Linked DNA regions of Anser cygnoides: region 2 is linked to region 1. A link is a contact called in public Hi-C data. All regions are on one chromosome and are shown on one strand. The core of a region is the stretch at or near the end of the contact, and the rest is flanking DNA. Distances in the headings are between cores, read along the strand shown.

Region 1 (7,147 bases), core at 2,726-5,225:
ACCTTTAAATTGCTTTTTGCTACTCCCAAAAAGGAACCACGTGTCACTATGAAGTTATTTTCTCTGACAATTTTCATATGGACTGTACTAAAGAGATCATAGAGATCACTGTGACTTCAGTAGGCACAGAGAACTCTGCAGTTAGCATAATACTAATAGTGAAACTAGGTAACTGGAGGGGAAAAAAAAAAAAAAGAATTCCAGTAAGATTTTTTGCTTGTATAATGCTTTCTTCACTGTAGAGAAATTACTTCTCACATTAACACATTTTGGCCTGAAAATTCTTGCATTTCACATTTGAGAAAATGGCAGATAAATAGTAGTTGAATATGTTTTCTTTAAAATACAAGTAATATTTGAAGTGCATCTCTGATAACCTGCAGGAGGATATATTTACTGTCTTAACAGAGATTAAAGTGTTAATTTAGAGTGAAAGATAAGATATTGGTGAAATAAAGATATGTGTTGAGGAAAAGCTTATCTTTTTAATATTAACTTTTGAATTCCATTTATGCTTTGTGGAGATGAAATAGGGACTTACGTTGCTGTCTTTTGTTACATTAGATTTCCCTGAAAATCTTCTTTCTGTGACATATGCTATAGGAACTCCGAAGAATTTTTTTTTAATAGTCAGCACTTTGATTAGCAGCTTCAAACACACACTTTAGAAGAAAAAACGCTGGTCGATTGTGAAGGACTAAAACTAGAGTAATAGGTAAGCTTGCATATTAAACACTTCTGTTAATAGTGAAGGAACTTTATACACATATCCTTTGACACATATTGGATTTTAAGCTTGAACTAGCCTCTTCTCTCAAGGGCATACATACCAGTGAGCTGACTTCAGCACAGCTGTCATGAAAATCACGTTTTTACTTATTATTATTATTATTATTTTAGAATAAAGGAAAGCTAGAACAAAGATGAAGTTTGGTTCCTCTCCTGCCATTTCAGCATTGAATAGTATTTGTGTAAGAAGCCAGAAACTCAACCTAGAATAAACCCAGTGATCTTCTAAATTTGCTTGCCTTTTTTTTTCTTATGAGTTACTAGCCTTCTATTGAATATGTGACCTTTAAAAATATGAGTAGTATTTGAATTGATTTTTCTGATCCCTTGTTATAGATTGTTTAATATCTTAGTAGAGAATGAAATGTTTTATTTAAGTCAGTATTCTCTAAAATTACCAAGTTTTTAATGGTTTAAACACCTGTCATTTTTGTTTCCCATAATACTGTATGGAGTAGTAGTGCAGAAAACTTTGTTGTTAAGTCTATTTTCAGGTTGCTTGAAGTACCAGAGTAAATATCAAGGTGTTCTGTGGACTGAAAGTTACCGTTTCTTCATACCTAGCTCATGAAGTTGCACTGAACAATCAAGTATCAGTTCTCTTATTGCCCTGTATTTGAGGAGGTGGGGTGTCGAGTGGGAAGGGTGGCGTAAGGCAGAGTGCTTGACCAACACAACCTAGCTTCTTTCCCTGCATTTTGATTTTACATACTTTTCAGAAACCAGATGCATTTCATTTTTTTATACAGTTACGGGTCATCTACAGTAGAATCTTAGGGCAGCCTTAGGTATACGGAAGTTTCACTAATGTTAAAGCAGACTTCCTAATTGTGCCAATGTGTTTCAAAATATACTAATTCCTTTTGCATAGATGTCTCACTTCATAAATAGTAACTACTGAGATAATAAGTCTGATGAGCTGTTATGTAAATATTTTAATACTATTCTTTTGCTGGTAGCTTTTACTGAAATGATGTGATTAGTGCTAACAAAATGTGTTAAAATTGCTATGAATAAATATGAATAATCTTCATAAGCAAACTAACTATTTGGGAAAATTCAAATGTTAATTTCTTCCTCTTATGCCTAAAAGAACTGGTAGTTATGATGTCAACGATTTTCAGCTATCATTCATTTGCTGCTTCATTTTTCATTTCATTCTTTTATCTGACCAGTAAAACACCCTTCTGTAATCAATGTAATGTCGTCTGGATCTTCTGAGACCTCACTTAAACAAAAAATGTTTTAGCACATCCTTCTCCTTTTACTTTTGTTGCAGTATTAAATATTCTTTCCATTCCTGTAGCACACTCCACTGTATTCCTTAAACACCATTATGTCCTGCTATTGTTAGGTTCTGTTTCACTTTTTAAAATTTGAAGTATACATTGCTTGAATTTGAACTGCAGCCTGAAAGCACTCTAACAGCAGCTTGAGGGAAAGCCAGGTTACAATATCCAAGCCTTGCACTATTATGATTTGGATAGTACTGGGAATGAAAAATAAATTAGTTGGAACCCTGAGAAGGACATTTGTTACTTGGCATAAAGTTGTGGTATCTATGACAGCCTGAGGGTACAAGCAAAGCAAGGTTTGTAGGAAGAAGGTATTTTATGAGATTGAGCAATGCAGCTGGGGAGCACATGGACAAGCTTTTAGTCTCACAAGCCTGGGTCTGCACCTGGCCAATTAATTGTTTGATGGCAATGTTGGTTTCCTGTCTTTAAAAAGATTCATCCTTTTTCTGGCCTTTCCATTGGTGATCAGAACCAAATAAAACTTCAGAAACTGCCTGTCACTAATATTTGTGGTACACACACCAATCAGGAAACATTACAGAAATTCTGTGATGTGGATAACAGCTCTACCAGTGTCCATAGGCGTGTCGTATTTACATGTAGCTGAAACATTTATATAACAGCATGCAAAGGTGACTGGTGATAGTATTATTCCCTGAGTTTGAAGATCATAGTTCCTAGGGTTTGAGGAATATCTACTAGCAGTTATGACACAATGGTTGACTTGTTCTCACGCTAGTAATGCTGTTCGCTCCAATTTGAATTTTGAGTTTGTGATCCTGACATTTCTGAAGACTGAAATACACTAGATCCAGAGTGGTGCAATGTCTGCTACAGCAATGCCAGCATCCAGCCTGTGTTTTGTATCTTCACACCAGCAGACAGATCGTAGTCCTTCAAAGTCAAGCACATGCAGATTGGCGTCACTGACTTCTCTTTTCTGTGGATGAGAGTAAGTTCTACAAGTCTGCACTTGGATGCGGAGGAGGATGTTTAGATCGTTTAAATTCACCTTGTGTCTAGTGCATTAGGTTACACTGTATCTCTGCGCAACCAGTTCTGTCCCTGGGGCTCTATACTTACATTGGGAAAAGTAGCAATTGGCGAGGTTTACCTTTCAGTGTAGTTTTGGTGCTTTTGCTACATGTTTCACTACATAGCAGTTGTAACAGTTTTCTTCTGAGGTCTCCCTAAGTTTGTGGAACTGGTTTGTCATGTTGCACTGGACAAAGATACATGATATTTATTCAGATTGGTTTCAGCTACTATTTTGTTCCACCCAAAGCTTGGAAATGTATTTGTTCTCTCAAAATGTAGGGAACGGTATAATACAGGCACGGCCATACCCTCCGCTCTTCATGAAAGGAACAGGTCGGTACCCAGCTAGAAAGGCCAAGCTGAAGTCCCCCTTTCTGTGTGACTAGATGTGAAGGAGCATGTCAGGGCCAAAGCGCAGTGTGAGATGTGTGGAGAGAAAAGACAAAAACAAGAACATCTTCAAATAGATTAAAAAACCCTGAAGTAGAACAGGTGGGAGATTTCGAGGCGGCAGGAGACCACTGCAGGCAAGAACTGGTTTTGTGTTATGTTTTGTGGAACAGCTCGTGCACCCGCTCGCTAGCAGGTAGCCGAGCGGGACAGGTGCGGTTCCTGCCTATTCTCCCACGAGCCGCTGGGCCTCCCCTCGGTCCCGGGGGCTGTCAGGGCGGCTACACGGCCCGGCCCGGCCCGGCCCGGCCCTGCCCGGCCCGGCGGCCGCCTCAGCCCGGTGGCGGTGGCGAGGCCTGTGGTGGCCGCGCTCCCGCCGCTTCCCGCCAGGGGGCGCCGCTCCCGGCCGCGGGCCGCAGCCTCCAGTTCCGCCGCTGCCGGCGCACAGGCGCCCGGTGCCGCCGTCCTGTCCCCGCCTCCTCCTCCTCCTCCTCCTCCTCCGTCCCCTCCTTCCCGCCCGCTCCCGCAGCCCCGGCCCCTTCCCCCGGCGGGGCCCATCGGCCCGGCCATGGCCACCAAGAAGGCGGGCTCGCGGCTGGAGACGGAGATCGAGCGGTGTCGCTCCGAGTGCCAGTGGGAGCGGATCCCCGAGCTCGTCAAGCAGCTCTCGGCCAAGCTCATCGCTAACGGTGCGCTGCGGGGCCGGGCGGGCCGAGGCCGAGGGGCGGCCGCCCGGGGCTCCCCGCCGCCCGGCCGGGCAGGTGCCGCCGAGCCCCCGGGGCAGCGTGTGGGGGAGCCCGGCCCCGGGGGCGGGGGGTGCCGGGGGAGTGCCGGGGGGTGCCGGGGCCGCGGTGGGCGCACGGAGCCGTGCGGGGGCTCGGCGGGGCCGTGTGGAGCCCCCGGCGCCCTCCTGCCTCCGCGTCCTGCGGAGCTGTGTGTGCTGCAGGATCCGCGCGTAGCCTGCCTTGCGGAGGCTCCCTCCCCTTCGGTTACAAGCGCTCCTCTGCAGCGTAATGTAACGCTGCTTCGTTTCGTTACTCGTTACTAACGATGAGCGGTTTACTCGGACCTCTGGTTCTCGTATCCCTAACTTTTAAGCGCTTAGCTGAAGGAGGTGGAAGGCAGCGCTGCCTTCGGAGGGATGGAAGCGCAGACTGGGCTGGGGGCACGCCGGGCAGGTCTCCCTGGCAGCCTCGCTTCGCTCTGCGCGTGAGAAACGCCGTGGGGATGGTGTCTGAGCTCGCTCCTCTGCGGGAGCTGGACCCGCAGGTGCTTTTAGAGAGAAATAGGTCTGGGGAGACAGGGCTTGGGGTGACCTCAGGGGTGATAAGTTAACAGAGAGGCAGGATGAGGCGTGAGGCTGGTGGCACCTGGAGCATGCTGCGCAGGCTTTGCATGCTTAGGCAGACGAGACAAGTGCGTGGTTCAGGCCTGCAGAAATACAAATAGAAGAGCAAAAGCCTGAATCAAAGTAAGGAGGAGAGGGAGAATTTAAGGACAGATGGATCAGGAGTAGATAGACTTATGCGTGTTGGCCTTAAAAACGACTGGGTAGGGATCCTGAAACACACTGGTGTTATAGTAGTTAAAAATAGACACAAGTGAAAAGGTGAAAGGTGTTAGTTTGTTTTAAGGACATGCTTTATTGAGTGGTAGACTATGGACTAGAGATCAGTTCAAGCAGAGACAAATGGCTTTTGGCTGTCCGATTGAGAAGAAGGACCTTCTCTGAATTAGTATGTGTTAAGGTATTTCAGATAGGTGGGGAGTGCTAGGCAGAAGATATTATTGATAGTTTGACTTCGGTTTCTCTGACCAGGGTACTCTTTACCTAGCTGAAGCACATCAGAGAAGTTGATGCTGTCTGTATAACTTTACACATCAGTGACTTTACCATTGTGGTGCCTTCTAGATTCTGTACCAGTCAGAGTACATATTATTAGAGCGTTTTCTGATCTTTAAAATATCAAAAAGTATTGAATGTGGATTTCATCTCTTTCTGGTAGCATAGGAAGGATTACATCAATATCCCAGGCTTCCAAACTCTAGCTAAACGAGAAGGACATCAACAGTAAGTGAAGTGGTAGTGACTCTCCATTTGTAGCAGAGGAAGGCAGAGAGAAATGTATCTAATGAAATACATGCCTGTGCTGTTGAGAGTATCTAAAACCACAAGTTTGTGGTCTAGATCCCGGTGTGACCAATAGGTTGAAGGCTAAGGTTATCAGCTAGCCAGACAACGAAGAGGCAGGGCCTCTATTCTGCCCATGAAGACACACAAACTGAAAGATGTTTTGCTGCATAGCCCTGTTGTTAGTTGATCTGAAGCGGTTGATTTAAGAAAAGGTACTTGGAACCTCACTGCCTCCTTCTGCAGCAATGTTTGCTTTTACAAATTGGCTAGGGAATGATAACAGAAGATTTGCTTTTTGGCTAAGCATAGAACAATTTAGAAGAATGATTTAAAAGTGTAAGAAAAGAAAAAAGAGGGGAGAGGATGTTCATTCTGTCCATATATTGTTGTGTGGGATTGGCTCTGGCTCTTGAACGCTGGAACATTTTGAGTAGGCTTGATTATTGTATTGTTTGTTCTGTTTTGTACTACTGATGGCTCCTGTTTACTCCCTCCTAAAATTAGGGGTTTGTTTAAAGCCTGACAGTGGTTCAAATGTAAATGACAGTTTACGTAGGATTTTGGATGTACAAAAATGGCACTTTCTAGAACTAATTTCTGTATCTGGATTGTGTTTGAAAGGCTTACAAACTTACTGAGCTTTCAGATAAACAGGGAGGAGAAATATTAATGGATCGGTCACTGCCTTTGATATTCCGTAAGTAAGGGTCACAATTTGGACCATGGAAAGTATGTGCTCTGTGACTTGCATTGTCTTTACACAAGGGATAAATAGATGAAAGAAAGGTCTTTAACCTAGCTCAGAGTCGTTAGACGTTTATCCAGTTTGTATTATGTTTCTCTCCTTCAGAACCAGGACTCAGCAGCAGTAATAAGGTTTACGCCATGTTACACAAATCTCTGTTTGAGCTCTTGCTTCATCAGCGCTCTTGTAAAAGGTCGGCTCAGAGCTGTCATGTGCGGGTGTGGTGAGTTAGCCCTGGCCAGCAGCAGATGCCCACCCTGCCTCTCCACCTCTCCCCTTCCCTAGTGGGGCAGGGGCAGGAAATAGGGTAAATGGATAAAGATGGGGAGATCGCTTACTGACTTCTGTTACAGGCAAAACAGACCTGATTTGGGGAAAGTTAATTGATTGCCAGTTAAAATAGAATGAGGTAGCGAGAAACAAAACGACATCAAAACAACACTTTTCCTCCCCACTTTCGCAGGCTCAACTTCACTCCTTCACCTGAGCCCCTCCTTGCACAGTGTGGGTGCAGAGAGGCTGCCGTCAGTTTCTCTCTGCTATTCCTTCTCACGCTTTTCCTCCACTTTGGCACAGGCTCCCCACAGGCTGAAGTCTTTCAGGCAAAAAATGTGCTCTGGCCTGACCTCCACATGGCCTGCAGGTCCTTCAGGGCATGTCCACCTGCTCCAGTGTGGGACCTCCCTGGGCAGCACGGAGATCTGCTCTGGCACCTGGAGCACCGCCTCCTGGTGTTCCCTCTGCTGGTTCGCA
Region 2 (7,147 bases), core at 2,964-5,463, 260 kb before region 1:
CTCCGCTACTACTTCAAATTACGTCCTTGCTGATTCACCAGATGTGTAGCTTGCACGTTCCAGCACACAAGCCCACCGCTGTGGACCACCACTGCCAGCCTTTGTGTCTCACGTCACTTCAGCTCCTAACTTCAGTGAATTTGTTCCATCCCCTTTCAGGTTCGTGAGCACATTGGGGCTGCTGCTGCTGCTGTGGCATTCATCACCTCCCTAAAGAAGTCACATCAAGGAGGTTATGCCAACGTTCCTGCATTTGCCGTGAGTGTGAGTACTCCTCTGTTGCTTTCAAGTTCTTCCAGAGAGAGAGAGACCACTGCTGTTCCTTCATCCTCTCCCTGTATCTTTTGCTCAGTGTTATCTTTATTATTTGCCTCATGCATTTAACTCTGTATTTTTCTACAGACCCAGACATCTATGAGATACTCTGCCCAAAGTCTCTCCTCTTGTATTTTGAATTCTATGTTATGTTAATCCTGTCAGGAGACTATGCAGCTGGCCTAAATTTCAGCACTGAATGAACGTCGCACCCTGTACCAAAGGTTAATGCTAGGTTTTCTGGGAGTTTCTCTCTGAATGTTTTCTTTCAGACCCCAGCCACAGAGACTCAGTAAATCACCACCACCCCCCTGCATTCAGATTGATATAAGGCATGTAAGCAAATATTTCTGGGGTTTTGTTTATGTTTTGGAACACGGTTTTGTTTCTTTTTAATTTTCATTCAGATTTCTCTAAGACAGCTTTTTTACTAGCTCTGACCAAATAAAACGAACAAAATGGAAAACCGTATTTCAGAATCAGATGCTGCAAGGGCCAAAGCTATCTTCTGGCCACCTTCCTTTTTCCCTGGCACCCGTTGTTTGCAGCTCCAGAGCCTATTTAAAGTAAACCTACCCCACAGCTGAGAAGTTGGTTGACGAACAGTAGAGTCATATTTACAAGAAAGCTGCTTAACGACAGTCCCGAGCAAAGGAAGAGAAAGAAGCCCTTTCCTGATTACCATGAGTTTAACTCCCGTATTGTAACCTTGTAAATTCTGTTATTCCCATCCCTCAGCAACTCGGGCTTCAGAGGGCGGTGAATGGCGGAGCTTTGTTGGTGGCTGTAGTGGTTGCCAGGGGACTGCCTGCGGACGCTGAATCACGCCATTTACAGTCAGCCTCGAGGAACATTTGGAAATGCTCGGGCTTCGAAATTTCCTTCTGTGGTCTGTGCTGCGGAGAGTCGAGTGCTTTGTGGCTGTGAAGAGTGCTTTAGAAATACACACCGTGATAACAGGCATTAAAAATGCCGGTGTCTCTAGCTGCTTGTACACTGATAGTGCTTTAAAATGTGCTGGTGCTTCTTGCTTCTCCGATGCTTGTGTTTTGAGTTAGGAGCTGTCTGTGCGCAAGTGGTGTGAAAACAAGTTGTTGCAAGTCGCATTACATGCTACAAATGTGCAGAGTGTTTTCCACACTTGTTTGCTTTAAGAGGCATGGTTACCAAATACAGTTGCATGTATGTATTTGAATCTGAGCTTTCCTGGATATATTCACTGTTGTGTATTTTATTTTGCTTGCTCTGTGAAGGCAGCAGCTTCAGGTGCCCCAGAAATGAGAACTCGGCATGCAGTGGGAAAAGGGAGCTTTCACAAGCGGTCTTTGATGAAAGACGAGTACCTAGAAGAAAGCTGCCACCAGAAATGCCAGGTCACAGTTTGGAGAAAGCACGGTAGGAAGCACCACAGGCCGGGCTGGGGCTGACAGGTAGGGGACACAATTCCTGAGGGCAGAAAAAAAGTATTGGGCCTGGGGGCTAAGAGCGAGAGCGTGTTCTCTGGGACTGGGCCTCCCGCTGCTCCAGGCCCCACAGCCGGGCGGGCCCCGCTCCCTGCAGCGCCCCGGCTCCGGCCTGCAGCACCCGCGGCGGCCGGCGGGGGGGGCCGGTGCTGCGCCCAGGGAACGGGCCCGGGCCGCAGAACGGCACGGAGCGGGGCCGGGCACGGGGGCCAGGCCGGGGCCGGGCCCGGTGCTATGTCCCCGGGCCGTGCCGGCAGGAGCAGGCAGCGTGTGGCTCCCGGCTGAGTCCTGCGCCGGGTGAGAAACGGGGGCTTTTGTAACTGTGCCCCGAGATGCAGGACACAGGCGCATCCCTTGATTACCTCACGGTTTGTGACCCCTAAATCTGACAAAGCAACTATTCTTTGATTTTTAGGAGTTTCTGGAGGCATACTCCTATAAACGGGTCTGATTCAAGCTGTGAAAAGGAGGAAAATAGTTTTGCACTTGTATTCTGGCTTCTCTGAAGGGGTTGTGTGTTTTTCAAATATTATTCAGTCCTTTTTCTTTTGACTATTCATTAACACAATCATCCTCTGCTGTAAGCACAGCAACAGCTTTAAATTTTGTTTAATGAAATATATTCACAAGGCAGGAGATCACAAGGCTTCAAGAAGTTAAATTATAGCAGTCTGTCTCTCTGAAGTGTTGAGAAACAATTAATCATTCCCTTTCTCTCCATACCTGAGCAGGAGTTGTTACACTCAAAAGCATGCTGTTTGTCCTTCCAACTACAGCAAACAGCGTCCCTGCAACCTCCTTCTTTTCAGTAGCAGAAAAGCTGAGACAACATGATTCCCACAGCACAAGGTAAGTGTAATTTAACTGTTTGTTACCCCCTGGTACATCCTCACGAGGACCTTGGAGAGAAGTGGCTGCACCAGGTTGTAAGCAAGGGGCAGCTCACAGAGGTCTGGTCCCTGGTATCATGTGTTGGTCCACAAGATTTAAGGATGTTTTGATCATGCCTGATCATTAGCATGCTTAAATAGCATGTTCACTAGCTAACTGAGGGCCGTTCCTGTATAATAAATGGGATCCATCCAAGTGCAGACCTGGAGTTTTGGGCTACTCCTGGTGTCTTTAATAAGAGCAGGGAGGTTTTCCTCCATGAATGCTTCCCCCTGCGGGGCTGGGCTAATGAAGCAGGCATCGAGCAGGGGTAGTGCAGGCAGGAAGGTGCCATCTTCCCTCAGGCTGACCTCGCCTCAAAATGGCTGATGAGGGGTGACCAACTCAGGACAACCCCTGCTCTCCAACATGGGGGAAGTTTCCCTTTTTCTTCCATAGACGTCTCAGATGACAACATCCCTCCCACTAATGTATCTGAGATTTACTGCCAGATTTCCTGATTATCACTGACTCTACCTACACGGCTGCCTAAAATAAAGATCCTCGTGAAACAAATAATTAAAACTGATCTTATGTGGGACAAGCAGGCCGCTGCAAAGAACAACATTGTCTGTCACTTCGTAATGGATTGCTTACAAACCGCTCAGTTCCTACAGGCAAAACAACATCTGTCCCTCCCCGACAGAACGAAGCTACACACGTGTACCCACATCCCTTCTCAAAAATAGGGGTGGGAGATTGAGTGGTCAGTAAGAAAAAGAATTGCAGATACAATTTGCCTGACTTGGTAAGATCCAAAATATATTTTGTGAGTTTACTGTGATTAAATGAGACAGACAAAATGCATTCTGAAGTGGCTGATGCACAGACTATTGTATGAAAAATAGAACACGCATTCTGGGGAAAAATAAAGTGGTGTAGTCATCCAGATACAACTAAGAAACAGAAAAAGTCCATTAGAATTATGGGAGAATGTCAGATTATCTGGAATTATTATTTTTTAACTAAAATAAATTAAGTTCTGCCCCCATTCCCCCCCCCCCCCCGGGAAATAATTCACTTGCTGAGCGATTGCTGTGGGTGCTGGGGCAGCAGTGGGCCCACGGGCTGCTAGCCATGGCCCACGGGCTGCTAGCCACGAGCTGCTAGCCAGGGCCCCGCCGTGCTCGGCCCCGCAGAGGAGCGCTGTCCCCTTGGCAGCGGTATCCCTAACAAACCACCTGATGCTGCTTGAGGACAGCAACGAGGACCGAGTGCTGCTTGCCCCTCGCTTCGTTTTACTGGAAGCGGGCGTGAGATCGTGTACACCCCCCTTTTTTCCAGAGATTTTCCCTTTCTGCCCGCTGGCGCTGAGCGGGGATTCAGCTGCCCCCTGCAGCCCCCACGCAGCCACCTCAGGGCCGGGCGGGGGCACCCTCCGCCTCGCCTCCTCCCGCCCCCGTCTGCCTCCTATTGGCTAGCGCCGGCCGCTCGGCGGCTCCCATTGGCGGCGGGCGCCGCCCGTCACGGCGGCCGGGCTGTAATGGCCGGGGCGAGGCCGCGCCCCGCCGCAGGTAGCAGCGGGGCCGGGACGGGGCCGCGCCGCGCGGGCTCCGGGAGCGGCCCCGCAGGAGCCTCCCGCCTCCGCGCCCACCCCCCGCGGGCGGCCGTTGCCCCCCGCCGCCATTTCCCTTCCCCGTTCCCCTTCGCCGAGCTCCGCCGGGCCGGGGGGCGATGAGCCGCGGCTCGCCGCCGCTGTAGGCGGGCGCTGCCCGGCGGCGGGGCCATGGGCTCGGCGCCTTTGTCTGCCGAGTGAGCCGGCCCCGCTGCCGCGCCCTCCCGGCGACATGGACGTGACCGTCTCCGAGCTCCTGGAGCTCTTCCTGCAGAGCCCGCTGGTGACCTGGGTGAGTCCGGGGGGCAGGCGGCCGGCGGGCAGCTCCCGAGGCACCTGCTTCGGCCGCAGCACGCCCCCGTCCCTCTTTTCCGTCCTTCATCCTTCCTTCATCCTCCCTTCCCTGGCAGGTGAAAACCTTCGGGGCCCTGGCGAGCGGCAGCGAGGACAAGCTGGGCATGTACATGGAGCTGGCGGACGGCGTGCTGCTCAACAGGATCATGCTGCAGATGTGAGCGGGGGCACGGGGTGGGGGGGGGGAACGGCACCGGTCGGGCGTCTGCCTCCCTTCCGACGCCTTTAGGAAAGTAACAAAAAGAAAGGGGGGGAATGCAACCCTCCGTCCCGTCCGGGTTTGCTTTGCTGCTTCAGCTCCTTCTGGTTTTGCACGCTTTTAAACGGCTGCCTCGTTTTTAGCGTGCTCGCGCCCTTCAGGAGAGGCTGCGTTGCAGGGTAAATAAGGAAACGAAAGCGCTTCATCAGATGAAGCTTTACTGGGGGGGTTGCATCTGAAGCATGTCTACGTGGTCGTGTAAGATTTGGCGTTAAAAACAGATTGGTAAAGAGAAAACTTTACTTTGGTAGCTAGTGTGTTTTTCAGGCAGTGCTGTAGAGATATGTCTCGAGGAAACTTACAAGTAGGTTAAAAGCCCAGACTGAAAATAACTCTTTTCTTTTAACCCTGAAGTAAATTGTTGTTAAAGCATCCATTTTTAACCACATCCTTTCCTGTCACTGCTCTGCTATGCGCAGATCCTGGCTGTTTCTGTTTCGTCTTTGTAATTGCTTTTAAATACTCAGAAATGCATCTGATAAAGAGCTGGCAGGGAAAGGTATTTGACTTGCAGGGGAGGAAGCTTCCAACATCACCCAGTTCTGGCACTGCCCTTTTCTCACAGAACGAAACCAAGTAAAGCTCAACCAGTGATGTGAAGTTAGGCCAACTTCAAGCACATAAATGAAGAGTGTATATTAGGATCTTTAAACAGAATTCTTTTTTTTTTGAAAAGTAACTTAAAAAAAAGTGTGAGAATCTGTGTCCCACCCTCTCAAGTTGGCAAGTTCTGTTATCTTCTGGTACCTGGCTGCTCCAGCTGTAAAGGCAATCGAGCTTTCTTCATGGTGGAAATTCTGTACTGGAACTTGGACAATGAAGATCTGAAGGTGATTCATGATTCAGAGAAGGACCCAGATCAGTCACCCCGCTTGGGGTTGATGCAGTAGTGGTGTAAAATGGAGCAAAGTGTTAGTTGTAAAAAGAAGATGCAAATTCTAGCATTTCTGAGGAATAATTATGCTTCCAAAAGAGAAGTTTCTGCAAATTGGAGCCTTGAGCATGAGCATTCAAATGCAGATTTGTACCTTTTCCAAAATGTGGGAAATGGGATTTTGCACCAAACGCAATGGTCATAAATCAACCAACCAAACAAACCAACCAAAAAAAAGCACTAAAGAAAACCAACCGAAGTGTCAAGGACCTGTAGCAATTGTGAGTCTGCTGTAGATTTAACTAACTGGACTGTCACCGTTCTCTAATGTGTGAAAGAATTAACTATTTCAAAACAAGGAAACTGAACTTAGTACTTAGTCTCCCAATTTTGGTTACTAAATAGGCAGAAGTTTTGTGGCTTTGAATGACTGTAAAATTCTGAAGCGAGCGATAGATTTGAGAAGTGCTTTATCATTATAAATAAAAAACATATACAATAAAAATATACATATACAATAAAACTTAAGTATTTTGTAATTGGCCAGTTGAAATATCTAAGGTGACATAAAATTGTTCGGGTCTGTGGAGCAACTTAATGGTGCTCTGGGGACAGGGAGCGAACAATAAAAGCTTCTTGAAATGAGGAATTGAAGTGTATGGACTAACAGTGCAGGAACACTATTTGGCATTTTGTTGGTTATCACGTTGGTTTTGTCGATTATCATGTTGGTGAGAAATGCCCTGGCATGTTTACTTGCCTCAGGCAGTCAGGAAAGTAAGTTTGTTTCTTCCAAAAGATAATCTCTGCCAGCAGTGTGGCAGTGTTCTTGAGGGAAGCACAGGCAGGATTGAGTAGGAAACTGACCCATTATTCACAATTGGAGCTTTTTTCCCCCCTTTTAGGCAGCTTTGGCAGTGTTTCTAATGGTGGCTGGGGAGCTTGAAATTAAGACTTTTCTGCTGAGAGCCTGAAGCTGTTTAACTAAGGAAAGATCCTGGCTGTATTTATGTATCCTGACTGAGCAGGGTGCTGTCTGTGACCTTCATTTGTTCTGACCTAACCTTTAGAACTTGCAATGCAATTACTGCTTACCTGTAAATTGGGAAGGCTTTTCAAGGAGTGTTTCTGCCCCACAAAGCTTTCAGAATAGAAAAATAAATGTGTTTTTAAAATGCTTGCTCACTGGTTCGGCAAGCCTTGGTCCCTGAAGATGACTCTTAGTGCTTGGCTTGAGATTTGTTCCTGCTGAAATTGTATTAATGAGGGCCTTTAACGAATGTGATAAAATTTGGTATGCCATGATACCCTTCATTGCCTGAAAGCATGTGTGCATGCATACATGTGCGTGCTTGCAGAGAGTCAATAGCTGCCCTCATGTTGTGGATAGCTGTATT

The links. A called contact is a pair of places that touch in the nucleus more often than the background predicts.
Region 2: a contact with region 1 is called in a Hi-C map of liver, with 1.8 times the contacts expected there. The contact joins the promoter of CCDC88C here to the promoter of TTC7B in region 1. A contact is called at or near these places in 2 of 7 Hi-C or Micro-C datasets (granulosa cells and liver).

Annotation. Positions count from the first base shown.
Region 1 is chr5:49,460,752-49,467,898 of Taihu_goose_T2T_genome, reverse strand. It overlaps TTC7B (tetratricopeptide repeat domain 7B), which reads left to right and starts at 3,975. Exons shown (of 21, transcript XM_066998260.1): 1 at 3,975-4,204. The coding sequence starts at 4,084.
Region 2 is chr5:49,724,834-49,731,980 of Taihu_goose_T2T_genome, reverse strand. CCDC88C (coiled-coil domain containing 88C) reads left to right here and starts at 4,213. Exons shown (of 30, transcript XM_066998255.1): 1 at 4,213-4,555; 2 at 4,674-4,774. The coding sequence starts at 4,496.